Regions from separate parts of the Zea mays genome. Here region 2 is linked to region 1. A link is a contact called in public Hi-C data. All regions are on one chromosome and are shown on one strand. The core of a region is the stretch at or near the end of the contact, and the rest is flanking DNA. Distances in the headings are between cores, read along the strand shown. Region 1 has its middle 26 kb from the start of LOC103653867. Region 2 has its middle 3.9 kb from the start of TRNAL-CAA.

Region 1 (6,206 bases), core at 2,077-4,576:
AATACATATTTTTTTATCTGTGCTTAATTGTTTACTCTTAATTGCAGGTTGTGGGACAAAGATGGTGGGCGGTGGGACGAGGACGAGGAGGGGGAGGGGGAGGGGGAGGAGGAGCACCCGTAGGACGGAGGAGGAGACGCAGCAGGACGACGCCGTACAGCAGCAGGTGGAGCAGCAAGCCGCTGTCGATGCGGCACAGCAGGACGACGACGATGCGGCGCAGCAGGACGACGACGACGATGCCGCTCAGCAGGACATCTCAGGTTCTGGCTCCTCAGGTTCGAGGAGTATCTACCTGCGAGGTCCCGCGAGCCTACCTAAGCGACCCATACTTCGTGACAGACGTCCGCTGATACGACCCGATGGAGAGAGGTAGGTAACTTTAGATATTGTTGCTGCTTTTTCATATTATATGTTCAAATTAATAATAGAAACTAATACTTCATCTTAATCACTGCGACAGGTCTTGGATGATTTTGGAGACTGCAGGGGGTCACGGCCGCAACCCCAATGGCATCCTCGGCCTTCTATGCCGGGAACACTTTCCTGGACTTGTCGAGTACGCCGGAGTGACGAGCCCAGCATACACCTTCGACCACTACGCCGTCGCCCCCGATGCAGTAGATCGGGACGGTAGACAATTCAACAACAAGGCGGAGCGGGTGAAGCAAGAGCTGTGGGTAAGTCTTCCTCGCACTATATTGTTTAATAAGTCGCATTTGTTGCATATTCTTGAAATAATGTATGGATACATCGTCTTTGTATGTAGGATTTCTTCAGGTGCGATGCTGGATACGAGGCCAGGGCGGATGTGGTGTCTACGACGTGCTGTAAGAAGCTCGTCGTGGACATGCACTATGAGGCGCGCATCTAGGCCATCGTCACTTACCACGGCTCCGTCCTTGGGGAGAAGGTGAACAAGAAGGACGCCCGAACCATGTCATTGACTGCGGACCAGTACTTGCAGGTAAATACAAAACTTTATTATTGGTACTAAATATGCTTATTCTTATCTTCTGATATGCGGTGTACTTATATTTTTTTAGATGATTCCTCATTGGTGCGCCGCGCATCCTGAGTGCTGGGAGAAGATGGTGCAGAGGTGGTGCTCGGCTGAGTGGGATGAGGCGCACAACGCTAGCCGGGAACGGCGTTTGCTGATGCAAGGTCCCTCCCACCATCAAGGCAGCCGCAGCCTGGGCAAATACGCGGAAGCATGGGTACGCGCTCTTTTTTATTTAGGTATATAACTTTCGATTAGACATGATTTCTAACCATCTCGTTGGTTTTCTCGCAGTCGGCGGCACATGGTGGCGCGCCTTGCTCCACGTTCTCGGCATATGCCATGGCCCACAAGGGGAAGGCGACGTCCGACGTCACCTACAACCCGGATGACGGGCCCGAGGCGTACACCAACCCCGCCATCCACAGCCGACTCAGTGAGTACACCGCCATGGCCAAGGAGGTCCATGGGCCAGATTATGATCCGAGGACCGAGGACATCGACGGAGATGTCCTCATGAGGGTCGGAGGAGGCAAGAGGCATGTGCGGTACTGGATTGCCGACGGGGCAATCGACTCGTCCTCCACTCCCACTCTCTCTCAGGTGCGAGCAAGGAGCACGAGCGCGAGCCCAGCCATACGACCTCGGCAGGACACCTCACAGCATCGTATCCAGCAACTCCAGGTTATTCCTTATCTATTCATCGTTCATTGATTTTTATATATCTTCTCTTTGCATTATCGTAACATTAGGGCGAAATATTACAGACTCAACTAGATGATGAGAGGAGGCAACGTGAGGAGCTAGAGAAGAGGATGGCGGAGATGTTCGCGTACATGCAGAGCCTTGGCGCCGCACAGGGTCATGCTCCACCACCTCCGTTGTTCCCTGCAGCTGACCCTACAGAGTTCACTACTCCTGTGAGTATCAAAATTTTAGTACTGCATGATATATATTCATATGTTCTCACACATACAATCTGTTCTCTGTGCAGGGTCAATCGGCGGCGTCGAACAACCCTCATGCTTCGTCCAGCCCTTCGCCGAACCAGTCCAGATGCCCACCTCGTTGATGATGTGTTTTGTGATGATCGAGACTTACCTTTATGAGTGTTGGTGATGTTTGTTACACTTTATCTTGTGAGATACTTGGTGATGTTAGTGATGATGCAGACTTGTATCTGTTTTGTGATGATCCTAACTTTAGTGAGACTTGTGATCTGTTTTGTGAGACTTTGTGATATATATGGTGTTGATGATAAATGTGTTCATTCTGTGATGTGCTTGATATATAATGTGATGTGAATGATATATGTCTTTTGTTTGTTTGGATGGAACAACAAAAGCAAATAAAAAAGGGACATTCTGGTCACTTTGCCGAGTGTAACACTCGGCAAAGGGTTGCTTTGCCGAGTGCTATGACCATGGCACTCGGCAAAGAAGGAAACCTGGGAACCGGTAAAGACATCTTTGCCGAGTGCTGACAGTGGCACTCGGCAAAGAAGGAAACCTGGGAACCGGCAAAGATGTCTTTGCCGAGTGCTTTTGCCAAGGCACTCGGCAAAGATACTGGCAAAGGGGCCCACTGGAGGGTTCTTTGCCGAGTGCCAGTCCACCAGACACTCGGCAAAGAAACCTCCTTTGCCGAGTGTCTACTAGGGCTCTCGGCACATGGACTGGCTGTGGGGTCCACTGGACCAGTCTTTGCCGAGTGTCGACGTAGGCACTCGGCAAAGGATCCGTCACCGTCACTTGGCGCCGTGACGGTGACTTTTCTTTGCCGAGTGCCAAATGGCACTCGGCAAAGTCTTTGCCGAGTGCCCGACAAAAAGTACTCGGCAAAGAGGCTGTTGCCGATGTACAGTTCGCCGAGCGTTCTTTGCCGAGTGTTACACTCGGCAAAGCCTTTGCCGAGTGTAAAATAGCCTTTGCCGTGTGTTTAGAACACACGGCAAAGGAGCTGATTCCGGTAGTGAGCTTAGAGAAAGTTTTTAGAAGTTCTAATTCACTCCCCCTCCATATGGATTGGAGGGGATTGGTACGGATTGGGAGGGATTTTGACTTATTAGGGATTAAAACCCCCTCAATCCCCCTCAATCCATATGGATTGGGGTAGAACCGAACAAGCCCTTAGGTGTCAATGTTTCCTTCACTAGCCTACCCCTTCCCCTCGGCCTGCCCATTCGGCCCAGCGCCCCCGCCTCCCCGCGCTAGCGGCCCAGCCGCGGCTTGCCAGCGCGCGCATCGCCCCCCTAAGTGGTCCGCATCCTTGGCCTGCCCCGCTGGCCTGCTTGCCCGGCGTGGCATACTCCCTCACCCCCGTGCCCTCGCCGACCCACGACTGTCGCGCACAAGTGTGCTATGAGCCGCGCCTGGCCGTCCGCAGCCGCAGCTGCGTGCCTGGCCTACTTGTCATCCTGCCTCACCACTGTTCATCTTTAAAAACCGCCTTCCCACGACGTCTGCACCCATGCCGCCCCAAATACCATCGTGCGCGCTCCTCCCTCCCTCCCACACGCACAAAATCTCGCCCAACTTCCCCCACTCCTGCACCTTTCTCTCGCCCAGCGCTGCGCAACAGCAGGAGCTCGCGGCCGCCTCGTCACATTGGTGCTGCACCCCACCTCGTCGTGTGCAGTCCCATCAAGCGTCCGTGCCGAGATCTCATCGTCGGAGTGAGCGCCTATCTCCTCTCTCCTTCCCTTCCCATGATCTACCCCCTTGCGCACCGACCACATGGCTGAGGCCGCCTGGAGCCAGCGCCGTGGCACGTCGTCGTCGTTCGGTCGGCCATCGGTGAGCCCTCGCACCCTGCGCGCCCGCGTTGGCTCGTGGCCTGCCTGCACGGTGGCTCACGGCCGACCTGCGTGGCGTCCGCCTACGTGGCCCATGTCGTGGCCCACAGCATGATAGGTGCCCTGCGCGACGGCTCTTGCCTCAGCTCACGCGCCGCACACCGTAGCACCACGTTCGTATGCACGTAGCGGGTCGTCGAAACTACGACAACGCCCGTCTACCCCTAGACATCGGCATTTAACCCCCCCCCCCCGTGCACACGTCGAGCGCTGAGTCGTCGCGTCGTGCTCTCTGCGCGTTGCTGTCACTCGGTCACGTGGTGTGTCGTGCGCACCATAGCGCTTTAATTCTTGCTCGGATCACGCGTCGTTTCGGGCGCAGCACGCACACTATTTTCGCGTGTCGTGCGCTTTGCCACGCGATGATACTTTGCGCTACTTAGAATCGCTTGCACTAATTAATTTATGCAATGAAACGATGATTATTCTAGTATCGAATTGATGAGGATCAAGTAATAATTTTATTTGTACCTTTAATAAATATCAATTAATATAATTACGTCGGATTAAATATTTCAGTTCATATTCTCTTAGCGTAAACACGAGAAGCCCTCGATCATAGTATCGACCATCCCAGTTCCTTTCTCGTACAGTCATAAATGCGAGCTCTATATTTTGTGTGTATTAATTGATCTGTTTGTTTGTATGGTGCATTGTTTCTTTCTAATTCAATGATGTGAATGTATGTTGGCACTCACGTAGATAATGGTTCGTTTGTGGAGTCCGAGAATTTGCAGGAGAAGACCCTGAGCAACAACTGGTTGGTGAAGGCAAGTGTCCTCTGACCTATCTATGTCCTACTCACTTTATAATTCATCTCTCCATATTTATACAGTTAATACCTAAGGATTTACTAGTTTTTTATTCATCCTGTCCTTGATTACCTATTTGGTTGGATTAATTTGTATTAGCTTTATGCTAGCGCTCTACTTTAATCAATGAACATGATGAGATTATTTATGATACGATGTTTTACTTCTGGATATGATTATGTCATTATGATATTTAAGGGGACTCGAGCTATTTTTCGAGTACCTCTCCGTAAGGACTTATTCGTTGGATGACCACCCGAGAAAACAATGCATTCATGAGGGTGGAATGGAACGCCCTTAGCTAATTAATTAGAGGAACTAAGGTGTAGCTTGCTTCACCGCCGTGCCGTCAATGGGGCTCGATGTATGCTACTTACTCTGCCGAGGGTGGTTTGCCCCTTGGGGAACAGTACGGTGCATTTAGGAAACCTAACGGGCGGTTATACCTTTGGGGAATCTTTGTAAAGGCTTTGTAGTAAATCCCTAGCCGCTCACCTCGAGAGTGAACAAGGATCTTGCAAACCTGGGCTAGAGAGAGAATCACGACTCGTGGGTAAATTGTGCGATCTCTGCAGAGGGTTAGAAACTGATATATCAGTCATGCTCACGGTTAAGAGCGACCTTTGGAGCTCCTTTGATTAGAGATACTATGGCTACAGATGATGATGAGGATGATGGTTTTTAATAATGATGATTATAACTATAGATTCTAATATTTCCTCTTGGAGGGAGTACTTTTTGGGTTAATAACTTGGGGTTATTTCTAAAACTTGGCTCTCTACTAGTAATAAATGTCTGACCAACTAAAAGCACCTGCTTTGAGCTTCACCCCACATACAGCTAGTCCACTTCATCCAAACGAGGCATTTGCTGAGTACGTTGATGTGTACTCATCCTTGCTTTAACACCAAAACACCAGGTGTTCCACATTGCAACCCCTGCTCAGGAGTAGACGAAGGCGTCGCGGAAGATTTACAGGAGTTTCAAGACTATGATGAGTTCTAGACTTAGATTAGCGGCGAACCTCAGTCGACTGCCTGTGAAGGCCTTATCTTACTACATTTCTTCTTCGCACTTTGATTTCTGTTTAAGTTAAAGACTATGTGGATGTCCTCGACATCATGATGTAATAAATAAATACATCTTTACGCTATTATTTGAGCAATGTGTGATGAGGTCCAATTATGTAATCGCTGTGTACGTGAATTTCTGATCCTGGCACGTACATGGTTTACATTCGGTTTGCCTTACAAAACCGGGTGTGACAGTTTGGCCTCTAGCATCGTGATACGCTAAATCTTGGACCAATAAGAGTCAATCTCACTATTGTACATCCATGTGTAGTTCTCCTTCTCATGGAGAGGAGGAACTCAACACTATGTCCAGTTACCAGCGACATGCACATCCCAAGGACCCAAAGCTTTCAACTCCTAAATCCTACTCATCGTGACAGAGATGACATCGACATGCTTGCCCAGAGGGTTCCTCATCTACTCAAGCCGAGGGACAAGACGTCGACCTAGGAACTCGGGCAACT
Region 2 (6,206 bases), core at 947-3,446, 250 kb before region 1:
TGGCTCGATAATTGGGGTACACGATAAATCCACGCAACGTGCGCAACAGGCGCAATTGTGGCTCGCGACAGACACACAGTGCCTACAGGGCATGCAAAAAATACGCGACTCAGCGATGGCGGTCTGACTCAACGGAAGCGATCCGATAATGGAGAGCGCGACATAGCAATCACATGACGCAGCCAAGTTCGAACGACACAAATATTGTGTCGTGTTGCCAGGGCGCAGTCAATATTCAGCTATTGCCATAACTCAGCCGATTACCAACGGAGCCTGATCGGCGTGTCTGAGTACCCATTATACAATTTAATTGCTCGACGTGAGTCCAAAAGCTCAACACATCATAAATATTTAGAGCGATCCGAGTCTACGCAGTGTAGTCTGCACACACGTTTTGAATAATTTTCTGCTAATTATTTACTATGAGAAATAAAGCAGAAAAATAATAATAGAATTAATAAAAATAATAATAGAATTAATGCATGAGCATAAGCAGATCAGATGCATGAAAACATTTTCCCATGCTTAAACATGCATTGTAATAATTATCTGCTAAATATCCACTACGAGAAATAAAAGCAGATAAATAAACACCAAAATTATTGCATGAGCATAACACGTTAGGTGTAAAAAGCATTTCCCCTATATTCAAGCATGCGTAATTATTTTCTACCGAAGATAATTAAGGTAGAGCATGAATTATATAAATTCAACAGAAATTTATTCATGAATCTCGACATAAAAAATGGAGTTTTTTTCTCTCTTCACGGCTGCTCCTCGTGAGCGAACGTTATGGGTGCACTTGCTTGTAAGCGTCCCACCCATCTGATGAGCATTCCAGCTCCTTCTCCCTTTTCTCTTTTTTCTTTTCTTTTCCCTCATCCATGCTGCAGTTCGTTGCAGACTTACAGAGGGATCCGTTTTTAACGCTGCCACTTTGACCGGTGACCAGGATTATCCAAGCTCCAACAGAAAAACGACTCCTCAGCCACGCACAACACCGATGGCGGGCGCGACTGTCGACATGCAGCATGGCGTGGCATCGGCACGACTGCCTGTGCGAGTGGCTCTGGCGTAGCCCCAGCGAGCGGCGCGACGCGGCCCCGACATAGGCGAGGTGCGGCTGCTGGCACGCGGCGTGGTCCCGACGAGGGTACGCTGGCATGGCCTCCAGCACGACCCAGCCTTAGGACGCCACCTCCAGCGGTGGTGAGTGGTGACGCAATGCGGGCTGCAGGCACGCATGCTGACGCATGACGCGGGCACGGCGCGGGTGCTCGGGCACGTCTTCCGGAACCCTACCAAAGATTGTGGAGCAGCAACAAGGTCTCCCACCGGGACAAACAGGAGAGCAGGGAGTTCGGCTAGGGGAGATCCCATGAACAGTAGATTAAAAAAAAATACCGTTCGATTACGTAGAGGGTAATCGAAGCCTGTCGCGTAGGACAGTTCGGCTAGGCCGGGGACCTGCCGGCTTGATGAAGAGTTGATGCAGATCTGATCCACAACAACGTCGAGGTAGAGCGTGCTGATAACGTTTTGAGAACTACGTTACCACGGATCACCAGATCCGCCCCCTTCCCTCCCGTCAGCAGTAGAGGCGCAAGAAGCTGTAGAGAACCCGTCTCCCTTCCCAGAAGCACGACAGAGTAACACACGAGACACAATGTATAGGGTTAGGTCTCTTGCCTCTTTCTCTTCCCTATTCCATATGAGGGGTACATGTTCTATATATAGAGACGCGATAGCCCTCAGGGCTATATTCGGTATTTGTCCACATAACCCTTCATTAGGGTTTCTCAACAGTAGAAGCCGTCCGATGCTTCCAGGTCTTAGCATCCAGTGCATGGTGGTGAGGCTGTTGTTTACCGTTGATAGAGAATCGGACGGTGAGTAGAAAAAAAAGTGCGACGTGGGTGGATGCTCTTAGCATGCACCTTTGTGACGGCCTTTAATATATAGGAATATGATAAGCTTGTTATTCACTTCTAGTTCTAGACACTCACATGACTGTATGTCTGTATCGAATTTCTTCTAGACACCCTCTTCGGATTGTATCATGGTTGGACTTGATTTGCTCGAAATCTATTTTGCGCAATGCAAAAATGGTAGTAAGAAAAGCCCGGCCCGTTGAAAAAACAGAGTGGATTAGGCCTCGTTGGGTCTGCCATTTTGGAGACCAACATTGAAAAAGCCCAGAATCGTCGCATCTTAGCTTGTTGGGCTATGTGGATAGTATGAAATTCCAGCTATCTTTCTCATATAGTACTCCCTTGGTCCAATTTAAATAAATCGAGCTTTATTAAATTTAAGTAAGTTTATAAAAAAATACTAGTATCACAGTTTGTCTCTAAATAGGGTAATCTAGTTATACTTGTTCATTGCTACATGTGCCCCATAAAGTTTGTGATTCTCGATTTTTGAGGTTACAATAGTGAAGATGTAAATTTACGGTGACACTGTTTGACACTATTTGTAAAGTGAAATTTAAAATAGTAAATGAGATAAAGAATACGATAGAGGATATGCTGGACATGCCTTATATTCATACGAAGAAACCAAAAAAGGCAGTACTAGATACATCTAGAGGATTCGTTGAGTGCAAAGGAGATCAACGACCACATTACACCGTGGATGAATAGGGTGTGATATTTTTCTCAATGCATGCAATGTCTTTTAATAGGGACAATTGCATGAGTGTTTCTGTTTTAGAGTGTAACTATGGATTTATTTCTTTTTTTTTTTGGACTTTGCGCGTTTACCATGTTTTTACAAAACAAAATTATTTTATGCACCTACTCTGTTAGTTATAGCAAATGGTGTTAAGTCTTAATAAAAAACACAAGGGACTATTGCGTCATTGCCCCTATTTTAGAGTATAACTCTAGTTTTACCCCTGTTGTTTATTAGACTTATGTGTTTTTATGGAAATTCAAATTACTTTACAATTTGGAATTTTAAAAACCATTTTGACAATTTGTTCAAACGGTTGTCAGAAGACAAAATAAGTTTGAATTGTTGCCAAATTATTCGTATTTTTTTAAAAAAATAATTTAAATTATTACAAGATAATTTAAATAACTCTAGCACTGCGCGCCTGCGCTGCACTAGCTACGCCGGCCCGTCAGGCCAGGACAGGCCGTCACGATTGGTGCGGGTCGTGGGCCAGCTGAACGGTAAGACTATCTGTAGCGCGGCCCCCTTCCCCTCCCCTCCCCTACCACTGTTCACATTATAGCGGCTACAGTAGCCCCCTAGCGCCCGCAGCGGCAAGCCCCACGGGCAACTCTCCGACGCGCTCCCCTTCTCTCTCACGCCAGATGAAGGGGACGACTGTGCACTCCGCTACGCGGTCTTCTAGCGGAAGCCGGCGCCCGCGCCAGACGGCGGAAAGTTCCAGGTCCACTTCTCTTCATCTCGACGGCTCTCGGGAACGCGGGCGAGAAGGGGCGACGCGGCGCGGATCTGGCGGCACAAGGCCGATTCGGAGCCGGTGGAGGTCGGCGCCGACGACGACCACGAGGACCACGTCCTGTTGCTGACCAGTGAAGTCCGTTCGCCTCGGAAGCGGAAGCGGCCACAAATCGCAGTCCGTTTTGGCGGTCCGTCTCCGCATCGGTGGATTTCCTCTCCGACCATCGACGGCTCGCTTAGATCCAGAGTTCATCGGTTCGATTCGTGTTGTTGCGGCCCGGATTTCAGGTTCGAACATGCTCTTCCCCCTCTTCGCAGTTACTTCTTTGTTACTTTATATTCGAAAATTATAGGTTTCAGTTCCATAGTTGAACGAACTCATGTGAATGAACGGATTCCAGTACTATCTGGCCGCCAAAGTAACATTAGATTTGGTCATTCGGTTAGGGTTTAGGGTTTAGGGTTTCGTCATTCGATTAGGGTTTCCAGAAGACAGTTCATGGACTCATCACATAAGTGTAAATTAATGTGGTCGACGATGCGTGGAGGGTGATTAGTACGACAACCGCCATAATACCTACCATAGATTTCGGGGCACATTTAGTTGTCTCTGTTCTTGTCTGCCGGCATAATTGAATGGTTACTTGTGTGATTACATATAAACATTTGTAGCTACTTCAATGTCATATTCGTATGCAACATTTTATGACATATTTTTTTGTCTCCCACATGTTCTGTTTGAACCAGGAGAGTATCATTCCTGCTAGAGAGTATCATTTCAATGTACAAGTTTGAAACAAACCGATGCACAATTCCTGCTACTGCTTAAGCACAACATGTGCAAATACTCTTGACTTGTGTGTCCCTCTTGTTCTAAACAAATCATGAGTTGTGCATTTATGTTGTAACTTCCTTATTAGCCTCATCATGTTTTCAAACTTGTACATTTTAATTATTTAACAGTTCATATATTCCTTACTCACCTTTCTGAGCAACTGTAAGCAATGAATTGTAAAACATATGTTTCTTATTTCATATAGTTCTTCAGTTAATGATAAAAATTTATACTTGTCTTCCTATTATTGAAACATCAAAGCCTGTTAACAATCTACATAACTCTATCACATCTATCTGTGTTTCCACTTTTCATGGACTACACATATTTGTGAACACAGACTTATGAACTAAATGTCACCGACTGTAGTCTGTTATATACCATTGATGCACTACAGATATATGTCAACACAGACTTTCCTTAATCAGCTTTTTGAATATTTGTACAATATCTGTATTCCTATTATTGACTGATATATGCTTGTTAAGAATGAACATTATTATGTCACATATATCTGTGTTTCGATGTACTACATAATTCCATGATGCCTATATGGTTTCCTTTTTGTTACATGTCTGTGCCTACATTATTTGTTGTAGTTATTTGCCACTTATTCATTCCATGATGCCTATATGCTTTCTAAGGCTATGCACATGTTACTTGATTTATTAATTGTTTGCAGCACATTTGATCATGGCATCCTCGACAGAAGAAAACATGAAGGCTTTGCTCAAAGTCCTTGTAGACTGTGCCGAGGATGCCACAAAAACACTGGGTGGTTTAGTAGATCATGCTTTAGGCCACATGCATGATGAAGAGATCGTAGCTAGAACCTTGTATGCTATCAAAGATAAGCTAGAATTGCTGCAGCAAGATGCCTTAGCGGCAAAAGTGCAAGCATTTCCAGAAATTGTTAAATACGATGGGGATGACATAAGTGTTGACCCTACATCTCCGTCGACCCCTCCAACAGTTACTGAACCATCTGTTGATGAAGACGAGTTGTACTGCCCCGATGTTTCTGATGAGTGGTACTTCAGCGATTCAGATAGGTCTACTCGTAATAGCTACTGGAATATTTATTAGGCATGTATTCCAGTTCGAGTTAGATGACACCCTTTTGAACGTCTAAGTAGTCGTGCAAGGGCGCCAACTGTAAGGTTGTGTGCTTGTAAACGACTATATCTGTTGTCATCTATGTCTAAGTCTAAGTCGAACCTACTGATCACAAGCTACAATGATGTAAGCTTTTGTCGTTTATGTCTATTATGTTCAGTCTGTTGTGTTAATGTGCTGCTGTTGGTACTCAGACAGTTCATGCCGACCTTTATATAATATTGTGCTCCTTTAAATGCTTCATCTGTTCTTATGTTTTCCTAGTAGTGTAGATTTCTTTGAGTTTACACGATTTCACTTATATATGCCATGTGGACATATACTAGAATGGACCCAACAAACAATGCCACAACTTCGCAGTCGATGTCAAATACATCAAGTGCGCAGCAATATCCCCCTCAACCCCCTATATGGCCTACGGGCTTCATGCAGCAGCCTCCAATGGATTACAACATGATGGCCTACCTGAATTTTCCTAATCCTGGCCAAGGTCCAACTACAATGTGGGCTCCCATGCAGACTGGAAATTCTACTTCCCAATCAACCATGATTCCTGCCTCACAGTCTGCAGTGTATTGGAATCATTACATGAACTTTGTCAGGAATCCTCTCGGTTCTGTGGAAGCAAATCCTTTTGGTGACTCCTATCCTACTTCAAATACAAGTACACCATTGCAGGGTTCGAATACTATACCTTCCATACCTGTGAACCTTGACTCAGATGCTGAACATAGTGTTCAGGACATCAATAGTCCAGAAAAGAATGCAGCTCCTGTTCTGAAAAATAATAAGTCGAAGGAACAAAACTTTACTGCTCCTGAAGACCTTCTCCTTTGCACTA

The links. A called contact is a pair of places that touch in the nucleus more often than the background predicts.
Region 2: a Hi-C map of ear shows a contact between it and region 1, with 2.6 times the contacts expected there. The contact joins two enhancer-like sites. A contact is called at or near these places in 2 of 25 Hi-C or Micro-C datasets (ear and tassel).

Annotation. Positions count from the first base shown.
Region 1 is chr4:157,434,656-157,440,861 of Zm-B73-REFERENCE-NAM-5.0, reverse strand. No RefSeq gene overlaps it. Among protein-coding and RNA genes, the nearest start is that of LOC103653867, 26 kb to the right of the region's middle. Within about 2 kb of position 3,326, at least 19 of the 20 cell types and tissues checked have an H3K27ac peak or open chromatin away from gene starts, as enhancers often do. A contact at or near this core is called in ear and tassel, where this site is marked.
Region 2 is chr4:157,687,446-157,693,651 of Zm-B73-REFERENCE-NAM-5.0, reverse strand. No RefSeq gene overlaps it. Among protein-coding and RNA genes, the nearest start is that of TRNAL-CAA, 3.9 kb to the right of the region's middle. Within about 2 kb of position 2,196, at least 14 of the 20 cell types and tissues checked have an H3K27ac peak or open chromatin away from gene starts, as enhancers often do. A contact at or near this core is called in ear and tassel, where this site is marked.